Regions from separate parts of the Drosophila melanogaster genome. Here regions 1 and 3 are each linked to region 2. Evidence: chromatin contacts called from public Hi-C data. All regions are on one chromosome and are shown on one strand. Each heading gives the region's core, a stretch centred on a gene start, on an enhancer-like site or on the middle of the called end of the contact. The rest is flanking DNA. Distances are from core to core; before and after follow the strand shown.

The links. Hi-C and Micro-C count contacts between places; a contact is called where the count stands out from the background.
Region 1: a contact with region 2 is called in a Hi-C map of the Kc167 cell line, with 1.9 times the contacts expected there. The contact joins the promoter of Usp2 here to the promoter of CG5800 in region 2. A contact is called at or near these places in 8 of 107 Hi-C or Micro-C datasets (the Kc167 cell line, the S2 cell line, embryo and 3 more).
Region 3: a contact with region 2 is called in a Hi-C map of the Kc167 cell line, with 5 times the contacts expected there. The contact joins the promoter of Ntf-2 here to the promoter of CG5800 in region 2. A contact is called at or near these places in 7 of 107 Hi-C or Micro-C datasets (the Kc167 cell line, eye imaginal disc, larval brain and 4 more).

The regions. Positions count from the first base shown.
Region 1 is chrX:22,454,179-22,457,569 of dm6, reverse strand. Usp2 (Ubiquitin specific protease 2) reads right to left here and starts at 1,767. Exons shown (of 10, transcript NM_001298598.1): 1 at 1,707-1,767; 2 at 19-143. wap (wings apart) reads left to right here and starts at 2,148. Exons shown (of 6, transcript NM_001298597.1): 1 at 2,148-2,296; 2 at 2,511-2,908; 3 at 2,984-3,176; 4 at 3,380-3,391. The coding sequence starts at 2,986.
Region 2 is chrX:17,634,537-17,637,965 of dm6, reverse strand. It overlaps CG5800, which reads right to left and starts at 1,685. Exons shown (of 2, transcript NM_133002.2): 1 at 1,212-1,685; 2 at 1-1,135. The coding sequence starts at 1,598. It overlaps CG8289, which reads left to right and starts at 1,922. Exons shown (of 3, transcript NM_133001.3): 1 at 1,922-2,624; 2 at 2,989-3,392. The coding sequence starts at 2,040.
Region 3 is chrX:21,033,879-21,037,094 of dm6, reverse strand. It overlaps Ntf-2 (Nuclear transport factor-2), which reads right to left and starts at 1,626. Exons shown (of 5, transcript NM_001272821.1): 1 at 1,374-1,626; 2 at 625-696; 3 at 458-556. The coding sequence starts at 1,481.

The DNA of each region.
Region 1 (3,391 bases), core at 518-3,017, 4.8 Mb before region 2:
ACGTGTCCATGTACCCACCTGCGTCACGTTATTTACATTATCATCGCATTATATCCCTAGGATTAGGTTAGTTTTAAACTTAATGGCTGCATATGTGCTACATCTAAGACCCGTTCTTGTTGCTGCTAAAGTTGTAGGCGAAACTGAAAAGAATGGAATTTTAGAAGGCCCTATTTATCAAATTAATTCGAATTCAAAACCTCATACTAATCGGACCATAATATTCTAACTTCTTTATCAAAAATATACCCAAAAGATTGGAAAATGCCCAGTGTAAATGATCTAATGAGGGAACATCTTTTAATCAAAACCACATTTTTATGACGGTACTTTTAGTAGTGCAAACAATTCTAAATTGTCAAGACCTTGTCCGTTTACATTTGATTCACTTATTGGAGAAATGAAGGCTTGCAGGCGCAAGGTTATCTTGAATTCTGCATAAGATAATGCGAAACCCTTCAAGCGGAACTCCTCGTCTTTCTTCCCCTTCCCACGATTGATTTTTCACAAGCGCAAAAAACACCCACGCACATCTCGGGAATTTGTGGCCTTCGATTTGTCCCTGATGAACAGTTAGGCGGAGAGTGGAAAACCGATCGACACTTGTTTACAATCGCAAAATAGTAATAAATAGAGAAAAGCCGTTTTCAAGTTTGCCATAACAACAACTTCAGTGTGACGCTGGCTGGCTGAACTGGGTAGGGGCGGTGTGGGACGCGGACGGCTGTCCTTATGCGGTAACACTTAAAATGAAGTTACGTTCGTGTGTGTGCCGCCAGGCTGTCTACGCTCCCATTCGAGAAAACCGTTGCTTTTACATACATACATGCACAAGTGTAAGGCTCTGCGGGTGGTGTAGTGCAGGGGGATGGGAGAAGCGGGTGGTAGGCCTTAACTAACATAAGATGGCCACACTTTCACGAATCGATCTTTCGTTCATAAAATGCTACAACTACACTACAGCCCATTCACACACATTCACTTAAAAAAATTGAATTATCCAAGCTCACACAATCGCACGCGAGTACCCACAGGTGTAGCTGAACTTTTTCAACGGTTACCACGATTAGCCGCTTTCTTTAGACACAAAACTCATACATTCTTTGCACGTCAAAATCGAAATAATTGTGATAAAAGCAAAAACAATATATAAAACGAAACGAAATGAGATTCTATTTTTAAAAGGTGCACTCACACACGCGCGTACGTTTGGCAGTGAAATGTGTGAGGGAGAGGGGGCGAGCCAGGGTAGTAGTAAAACAGTGCCGAGATTGTGCGCGCGAGCGATGTAGCACTATTGGCTACACGGTCACACACACACACACAGGCGCCAGGCAGCGTACGAATTACGCAAAGTGAAATATCTTTCTCAAAATGGAAAGTGGAAAAGTGACGACGACGGCTATTAGGAATTTTTCATACATCCACGGAACACAAAAAATGTACAAAGGCAAATGCGTATATAAAGTGTATAAATTCATACTAAGATAGAAAACAAATGGGCGAGGGGATGGGTGGCGAAGGTGAAAATTTGACCGCAAAACGAACATCACGAGGCGAACGAGGTCGCGCTGCCGAAAGTCCCGTCTCTTAATGATATCCCACAAATTTTAACGCCAGCCAAGCGACATCATCGTTTTGCACCGCAAAAGGGCCTTTTTCCGGTCGAATTAAAGCAATTTTTTTTTGCACAACACAGAACTCACTTTTTAATCCTATTTTTTTTGCTAGTGTGGCCGCACGCCGAAACGAAGTCACCGTCACTAGATTTTGAAGATAGGTTAACTGTTCTTCGATAACTATCGAAGAACTATGCCTGATGCATGTATGGTTGGTGTACTTGCTAACAGATGAGCAGAGGCCTTCTTAATGTTCCATTTACACAGAATTCCATCATATGGGATTTGAAAAATATGCTTCAAACTTAATAGTTTTTGCACAAAACGCCAATCGAATTATATTTCCAGTTCCAGGGAAAAGATTTCTGGGTGGAAATAAACACACAACTTTCAATTCTTAATTAGACTAAAGTCAAGCCTAGAATATTATATATTACAGTTCAATATAATTTAATACAGAATTTTGTTTTAAATAAATAGTATTTTGTTTATCTGGTATATAACAATGATTTTGCACAAGGTATTTCTTATAGCTATCTGCGCGGTCACACTGTTTTTGTGTGAAAATTCTGTCGAAAAGAATGTATTAAAAGTTCTTTGAATACTAATTCCGTGTAATTCCGACCGTGCTGTTTCAGAAAACTGTGGTTGGATTGGAAACTTAACCAAATTATAAGGTAAAACCGGGGCAGCTTGCCCATCGAAGGACCGCCACAAACGAATTTTCGCGTCGCATTACGTTTTAGTGTTGCCACCTTATACGGAGTGCCGGGCACAATTCCACTTGCTGGCCAAACGGATGCGTTGCGGTCGCGATGTGCACGCCGTTGAATTAATTCCTTCGCCCTGTTGATTGAGTACAGTTCGACTTCTCCGATCGGTGTCCTCCAGACCTAAATTTCGCCGGAATAACGACGGCAAACGGACGGACGGACTCTAGTCGGAAAACGGGCGAGCTGGCAATACTGCCAGTGCACAAAATGATGTGAATCTCGGAAAAGAGGAAAGCTACAGGAAAAGCCAAGGAAAAGCAAGCCGGTAAAGTGTGCAAATGCGAGTGGCAAGCAAAGACCTTTGTTTCCCATTCCATGAAGTTTTCTTGAGTTGTCCGCTGCTGTGAGTGGTCATTATCAGCCATCATCATCATTGTCGTCATCATCACCAAAGGAGCTCGTCGTCATTAGGCCGGCCACCAGCTAAACGGCATTGAGAAAACTCAGCAGCACCTTGTCATCCAAGTCTTGATCTTCGTCTTGGTCTGGATATCCGTATCCAATCACACAGTTCAGGTGGGTTCTTGATCCAGACTCCGAATTCGAATACGAGTCCTAGATTCTCATGCTGATCCTTTTCCATATCTACAGTTATGTCCTCGACCGCCGGAAAGCGCAAGGAGATCTACAAATATCTCGCGCCATGGCCACTGTACTCCATGAACTGGAGTGTAAGGCCGGACAAGCGATTCCGGCTCGCACTGGGCAGCTTCATCGAGGAGTACAACAACAAGGTACAGATCATCAGCCTGGACGAGGACACCAGCGAATTTAGTGCTAAGAGGTATACCGAATATTTGTTTAGCTGATCCCTTCTACTTTCTGTTTTCATTTTATATTTCGTATATTATCTTTAAAAAATAATATAAAATGATAAGCAGTTTTGATATTATTGTAATCATTTTAAATATGAATAGTTATTTGGTTATACGAACCATTTTTCCGAAATCCCCTTCCTCACTGACAGATTATTTCTTCTTCAAATAGCACCTTTGATCA
Region 2 (3,429 bases), core at 436-2,935:
AGCGCTTGTTGCGCATCAGGAACACGGATTTTATGTAGGAGAGGAAGGCGCGCTGGGCGGTTGCCCTCAGTTCGGGAAATTGGGCCAGAAAGGCCTCGATCTTGACGCGCGGAGAGAAGAGCTTCTTGGGATCGATTTGCACACAACGAATGTCGATATTCAACTGTTCCTTAAGCGCACTAATCATGTACTCCTCCTCGCTGGGTGTCAAAACCAACAGACACTCGCCGCGTGTCTTGTTCCGCGCAGATCGTCCAGCTCGATGAATGTACTGTGAAACATCCTCCGGGCAGTCCAACTGCACCACCCAATTGACGGCAGGAAAGTCCAGACCGCGCGATGCCACATCAGTGGAGAACATAACGACGTGGCTCTTGCGAAGGAAATCCTCGTAGATGGCAATGCGACGATCCTGATGGAGCGTTCCATAGAGAGCCAGCAGCGGGCTACCCGGCCGCAGTTTACAAAATATCTCGTACAGGTACTTGGCCTGCTTGCAACTGGCCACGAACACAATGATCTTCTGCTTCAAATGGTTCTTGATGAACGACCACAGCATGGTGATCTTGTCCTCCAGGTTCAACACCACATAACTCTGCTGCAAAAGCTCAGGAACTGCCAAGACAGCTGTGTTCGGAGTCTTCTTCGTGCTGGCGCTGGGCTCTTCTCTTGGCGTCGCTCCTCCGTAGCCTACGTAGACCGGATCCTTTAGATTAAGCCTCGCCAAATCCTGCACCGTATTCGTTTGCGTGGCCGAGAATAGCAGCGTTTGACGCACTGGTGGGAAATTTTCTATGATTGAATTCAGGGTCTTCTGGAAACCCATATCCAAACAGCGATCGGCTTCATCCAGGACCAACATCTCCATGGTGCTCGTATTAAAGAGAGGATTCTCGTCCATGTGCTGCAGCAGCCTTCCGGGTGTGCAGATCAGTATGTTGCACTGGTCCATGCGAGTGCGCTCGAACTTCAGGTTCTTGCCTCCGATGATGAGGCCGGCGGAGAAGTCGTGGTGCTTTCCCACCTTCTTTAGGGTCTCGAAGATCTGGTAGGCTAGCTCGCGGGTGGGCGAGATGATGATAGCGCCAACGCCATCGGTGCGCGACCATTTGTTCATGAACAGATGCTCCAGAACCTGCAATAAATGGACCATTGCATATATAACTTACAGCCGGCAATTTCTTTCGAAGAAGGGACGAGGACCAACTTACGGGTATGAGAAAGGCCAGTGTCTTGCCACTGCCTGTGATGGCCGCGCCCAGCACATCCTTGCCCTGCAGTGCGGGTCCAATGCTGTCCCGCTGCACCTGCGTGGGATGCACGAATTTGGACTCCGCCAGTGCCTTTTGGGTCTTCTTGGACAGCGGAAACTGGGCGAACTTCTTAATGGCAGTAGCATCGATCTCTGCGTATTTGGTCTTGAGGTCCTGGATCTCCGCTTCGGTGGCGGCCAGTCGCGACTTGTTGATCTCCTGGCGCGGACGCTTCTGGCTGTTGTCGCCGCTTTTCCGGCCACCACCAGCTCCTTTGAACGTGCCGGATCCCGGCTTGAAACGCGAACCCGGTTTGCCGGGTCCCTTGGGTTTCTGGCGCTGCATACCCTCTGTTTATTGACCAAAATGCGGTCGTTTCGAAACGTATTGAAATTCGCACGCGGTTGGAATTAGGGATGAGAGAAGAAACGATTATTCAATCGATTAATTCGCATTTCAAGTCGAATGTATCGACCACTAATTTGTATTACCGTTTCTAGAAATTTGGAAAGAATTAATTTTCTTACTTTCTTACTTCGATTCGATCTCGGGATCTCGATTGATAAACATTAAATAAATATTCCCAGGAAATATAAATATATATATATTTATAAAACTGCATATCCCGACTTCGTGATTTTTTGTTTCTTGCAGTCTGGTAACACTGCCAAGTGTACAGTCGTCAAAAAACTCTATAAAGAATTTGTTTTGCTGGTACGCGGCAATTGAAATCGCCACCGTAGAGCAAATTGGACGTTGTCACACAACCGGATAAACAAGTGCATTATGGCCAAGGCGAGTAAGAAGGTGGCAGAAAGTAAGCGCAGGAACGGAGTCGCCAACGAGAGCGAAAACGAGGAGATTGACCAGCAAAAGTCCAATGGGACAGGTCGATCGTCCAGGAAGACGCCGAACAAACGAAAGGCCAAACTGACTGTGGCCTCTGACAGCGAAGACAGCGATTGCCAGACCTCTACCTCCAACGTGGATGTACCAGCTGCAAGGAACAAGCGCAAGGTGGGCAAGGCCAGGAACGCCACCACTTCGCCCCGCAAAAATGGCAAAAAAATCGTTATAGAGGATTCGGATGATGATGCTAATCATTCCGATGTAGACCCTAGTGCCGACAGTTCGCCAAGGAAGCCAAATATCAAACGCCAGACACGGCGATCCGTGCGCGGTGAAACGGAAGATAGCAATGAACTGCCCTCCACCTCCAAAGCCTCTGCACATGCATCAAGTCCGATCAAGAAGCGCAAGCTGAGCAGGGCTTCGACTTCTTCCGTCAAAAATGGCAAGAAGGTTGCTGAAAAGGATTCGGAATCCGATGTCGATGCTGGAACAGAGGATGAGAAATCAGCTCAACCCCAGGTGAGACATCAATTCGAGAAATCAAAAAATACTAGACCCAATTAGATATTGAACCCTCAGTAAATTCTACGAAATTCTAGTCAGCAATTACAAAACATTGAGACTCAAAACCTTTCGAAAAGGTTAGATTATGATGACTGTACTATTATTCGAAATCATTAGCGCTAACTGGCGTACATATAAAAATGTATGCTTTTAAAACATTACACTGAAACGCTGATGAGAAAGTGTAGTCAGTTGAGAGTAATTTCGTTATATGGCGGTTATCTTGGCCAAAAATGCCTCATACTTTAAGATTCATTTTATTTATAGGACAGTATTTTGATCAATGAAGTCCAACTTTTTTATCTTTGCTGCTTTGCAGAAGGTTGCAGCTAAATCGAAGTCCTCGCCAAACGCTAAGAAGGCTAAGGGACGTGGTCGACGGAACGCCGGCACCAAGAAAGCCGACGATTCAATCGACCCAGAAAAGCAATGGGAAGTCGAAAAAATTCTTGATCACGTTGCCACCAAGGAGGGCGACATGTTTAAGATCCGATGGAAGAAGTATGGACCGAAGGATGATTCCTGGGAGCCGAGTAAGAATCTGGCGTGCGATGCGCTTATCGAAAAGTTTATGCGGAAACAAGCAACCCAGGAGAACGTGGACGTTAAGGAGCTGCGCGAATCGCCCAAGAAGACCGAGCGCCTCGTCGATGAATGCTATCCCAGGACAAATCTGCACAATCGTATTGAACGCTCCTCGAAGCGCTCTTCCGCCAAAAACCGGTGCGTTTAATATCTCTATATACACAATAAGGTTAGA
Region 3 (3,216 bases), core at 377-2,876, 3.4 Mb before region 2:
AGGGCCAGATCGACTCGGCTATTGATCCTGATCAAGAATATATATACTACATTTTGTCGAAAACGATTGCTTCTACATGTTACATACTTTTTAACGAATATAGTATACTCTTTAACTGCACTAGTAACGGGTATAATGTATCTTAGAATGAAGAACACTTAATGGAATAAAGTGGCAGGCTTAATAAAGCCCATACATGATAACAAATAAATGGGAAACAGTGCAAAATAAATAATGTTCTTATGTGAAAGCCAAAACAAAACGTTCTATTTGTTACAAAAACGATTGTCAAGCATTTACGTGTTGAAAAGACCAAAAATAAAATTCAAAACTTGAAAAGAAAATCGATTGAATTGGTCGGCAGTGCTAATATTCTAACCGCCGCCGCAGGCAGTCATTGAATTTCCCCCCGACAGCGAGTTTAGGACAGTTTTCTTGTTGAGAATTCTGGTTTTACCTGTAGTCTTCCAAGGACGTTGATCAGAACTCCGCCATCGAAAGTTGGCTGCGAGTCCACTGTGGTTATCACTCTGGTAATCTTCTGAAAGCTCAGACTCTGCAGGAATAGGAAGGGTATGCAAAATATTATACATATGCCCATGACTGTATATAATCAGGACTTACCTGAACTTTTTCCAGAATCTTGGGTGCCCCCTGTATTTGGTGGCCTTCAAAGGTCATGAATGAGTCGGTAGCCTGGAAGTATAAAATATATAATGATATAAGTGTTATGATGATGTTTTACTTAGTAATGATATTTCGTATTATTAAGAACAAAATTGGTTATAAAACTGTTAATATTTAAATTAAAAACATATCAAACAGATAGTTTTATTTTCAATACTTTATCATTATAGACTTTTTTATTCTTTCATTTACTCTTTTATGTGACAAAAAAACTGAATTGATTGAAACTAATGAAACACAATTATGCCATATTTTTCAAGATATTAATACAATTTTTTCACGAATTTATATCGTATATTGGGCCCTATTGTGCTAACCGCAGTTGTATGTTGGCCATATATTTCGTATGTGTGTATTTATTTATGCGAGCATGGGCGTAATGTGTCACCCGAAACTTCGAGAATCGAACGCTGCCCCCGCCCCTATCAACATTCATCCTATTCCCACGATATCACGGATACGCCGACCGTATATCTCCAGCTGCTCTTTTTCGCGCTCTTTTTCGCATTGCAACAGTTTCTTTATTCATTTTCTGCTGAAAGGAGGCGGAATTTTTCAAGGGCGCGCCGCGCGTCACCTGTGCGTGTGATGGGGATGGCAAGCGAAAAATGTGCAGGCGAAAGCGGAGACGGGAATAAAGGAGAGATGAAAGGCGACGAGCAGAAGCGGGAAGCAACAACACTTACGCTATAGAAATTAACCACGTTCGCCCGATTCGCCGGGTCATCGAATATCGCATAGTACTGCTGCACAAATCCCTTGCCAATGTCCTCGTACTGCGGATTCAGCGACATTTCACTTGAAGGATAGGCGGAACGCTCAGAGATTATGGGAAATCCGATCCGATCGCGGCGACACGAATAATTAAAAAAAAAACCAAATGAAATCAACCGACTGCGCTCAGATCACCACTCTTTGTTAGGGGTGGAACAACGTCGATTTTGTCAGACACTATCGCTGACTGCTATTTCGCAACTATCGATTACGATACCCAGGGCTACAGCCCGATGTCCTAATAACGAAATCGGAATTGGAATTTGAAATATGATTCGATGATGATAGGGTCACATAAATGTAAGAACAAATTATTGCATTTCTGTCAGGCGTAATACTTGGTCATTTGGAAAACAATTATTTGTGTTTCATATATTATTTTTTTTCCTCGCTCGGGACGACTTTTCTTTGATTTGTTGTTTAATTGCAGGTCATACTTAAGCTAACGCAACTTACAATCCATTGTAAGGTATCTAAAGTTGATTTTTAGATCCGTTTATTCATAATGTGGAATCGCTTGTATTTTCACAATTTTCAGACGGGAGGGATAAACCAGATATTGAAAGGATGATGTTTTCTTCACATTCGGAAAAGCATATATCCACCCCAATTTATTACTAAAATTAAATATTCATTGCCATTTGAAATGATATTAATATAATATTAATAATAATTTTATTTTCGATATACAAGTTTATAGAATTTATTAAAGCTAGTAAGCTGGATTGGTAACGATATCGATAAGAGTGACCGATCTGGTCACACCGGCAGTGCGTATGCATCGCAGCAGGAAAATTTGCGTTTGGCGCGCACAATTCGTGGCAATGCTCACCACATTTACGGACATCGCGCGCCTGCGCAGGAGTTGCCTCCATCACAACACACACCTATGTTTGGTTCGCAGGATTAGGTTTTTTTTAAATTCGTTTATTTGACATATTACATTTAGCTAAGAACAAAAATAAAAAACAGAAAAACAGTTGGATGGCATATTCAGTATGTGTCGCACGTTTCAAGGCACCTTTGAGCAGCATTATTACCGTCTTGCTGGTCGAGTCGGCAACGCCAACTTCAGCTCCTTGGAGTGCAGGGCGTTGGACATCACCGTGCGATCTTTGGTTTGACACCGTCTTTGCCCTTACTCGGTTCTTCATAGCTAAAGAGGCCATTAGGGATGGTCTGTTGGCTAGCATCAGTTCTTGCGGTGCATTTGGCATGCGAATTCTCCTCCTCCGGCAGCCTCACGCGCAGCTTTAGTTGGAGATCCTTCAATCTGGCAAATGTGTTCTTCATTGCCAGATTAATGCTCCTCACCCCGTTGTATAATATATCTCCCATCTCCTCGATTTCTAGAAAAGGGGGCCTTGCTGGTTGGGCTCTGTTTGGGGGGGAGGTCACTTATAATGGCCCCTTGGGGGTGCCATCGTTTGGCTTATAGGGTGGGGTCCTTAGAACCTTGGACTGCAAGGTGTGCGGCCCTATACCATTCGCCAGGTGATGGTTACGGTGCTGGCCGATGAGGCTCAGACACAAACCATTCCGCCGGCCACCTTGGCTCAGACGCAAAATGGGTTTTTATTATGCTGCTGCCCGGCTGGTCAAGAGAGCAAGCGCAGCGTCATGGACTTAAGGGTTGGGTGTGAAGGGTGAAGTTCCGACGGGGGACTCATAAGCGGAGGGGTTGGCTATTGGTCTGCTCCGTGATTTTTACACTATTACTGTGTGTTAGAGACAGTCACTCCTGTCTCTATTTAG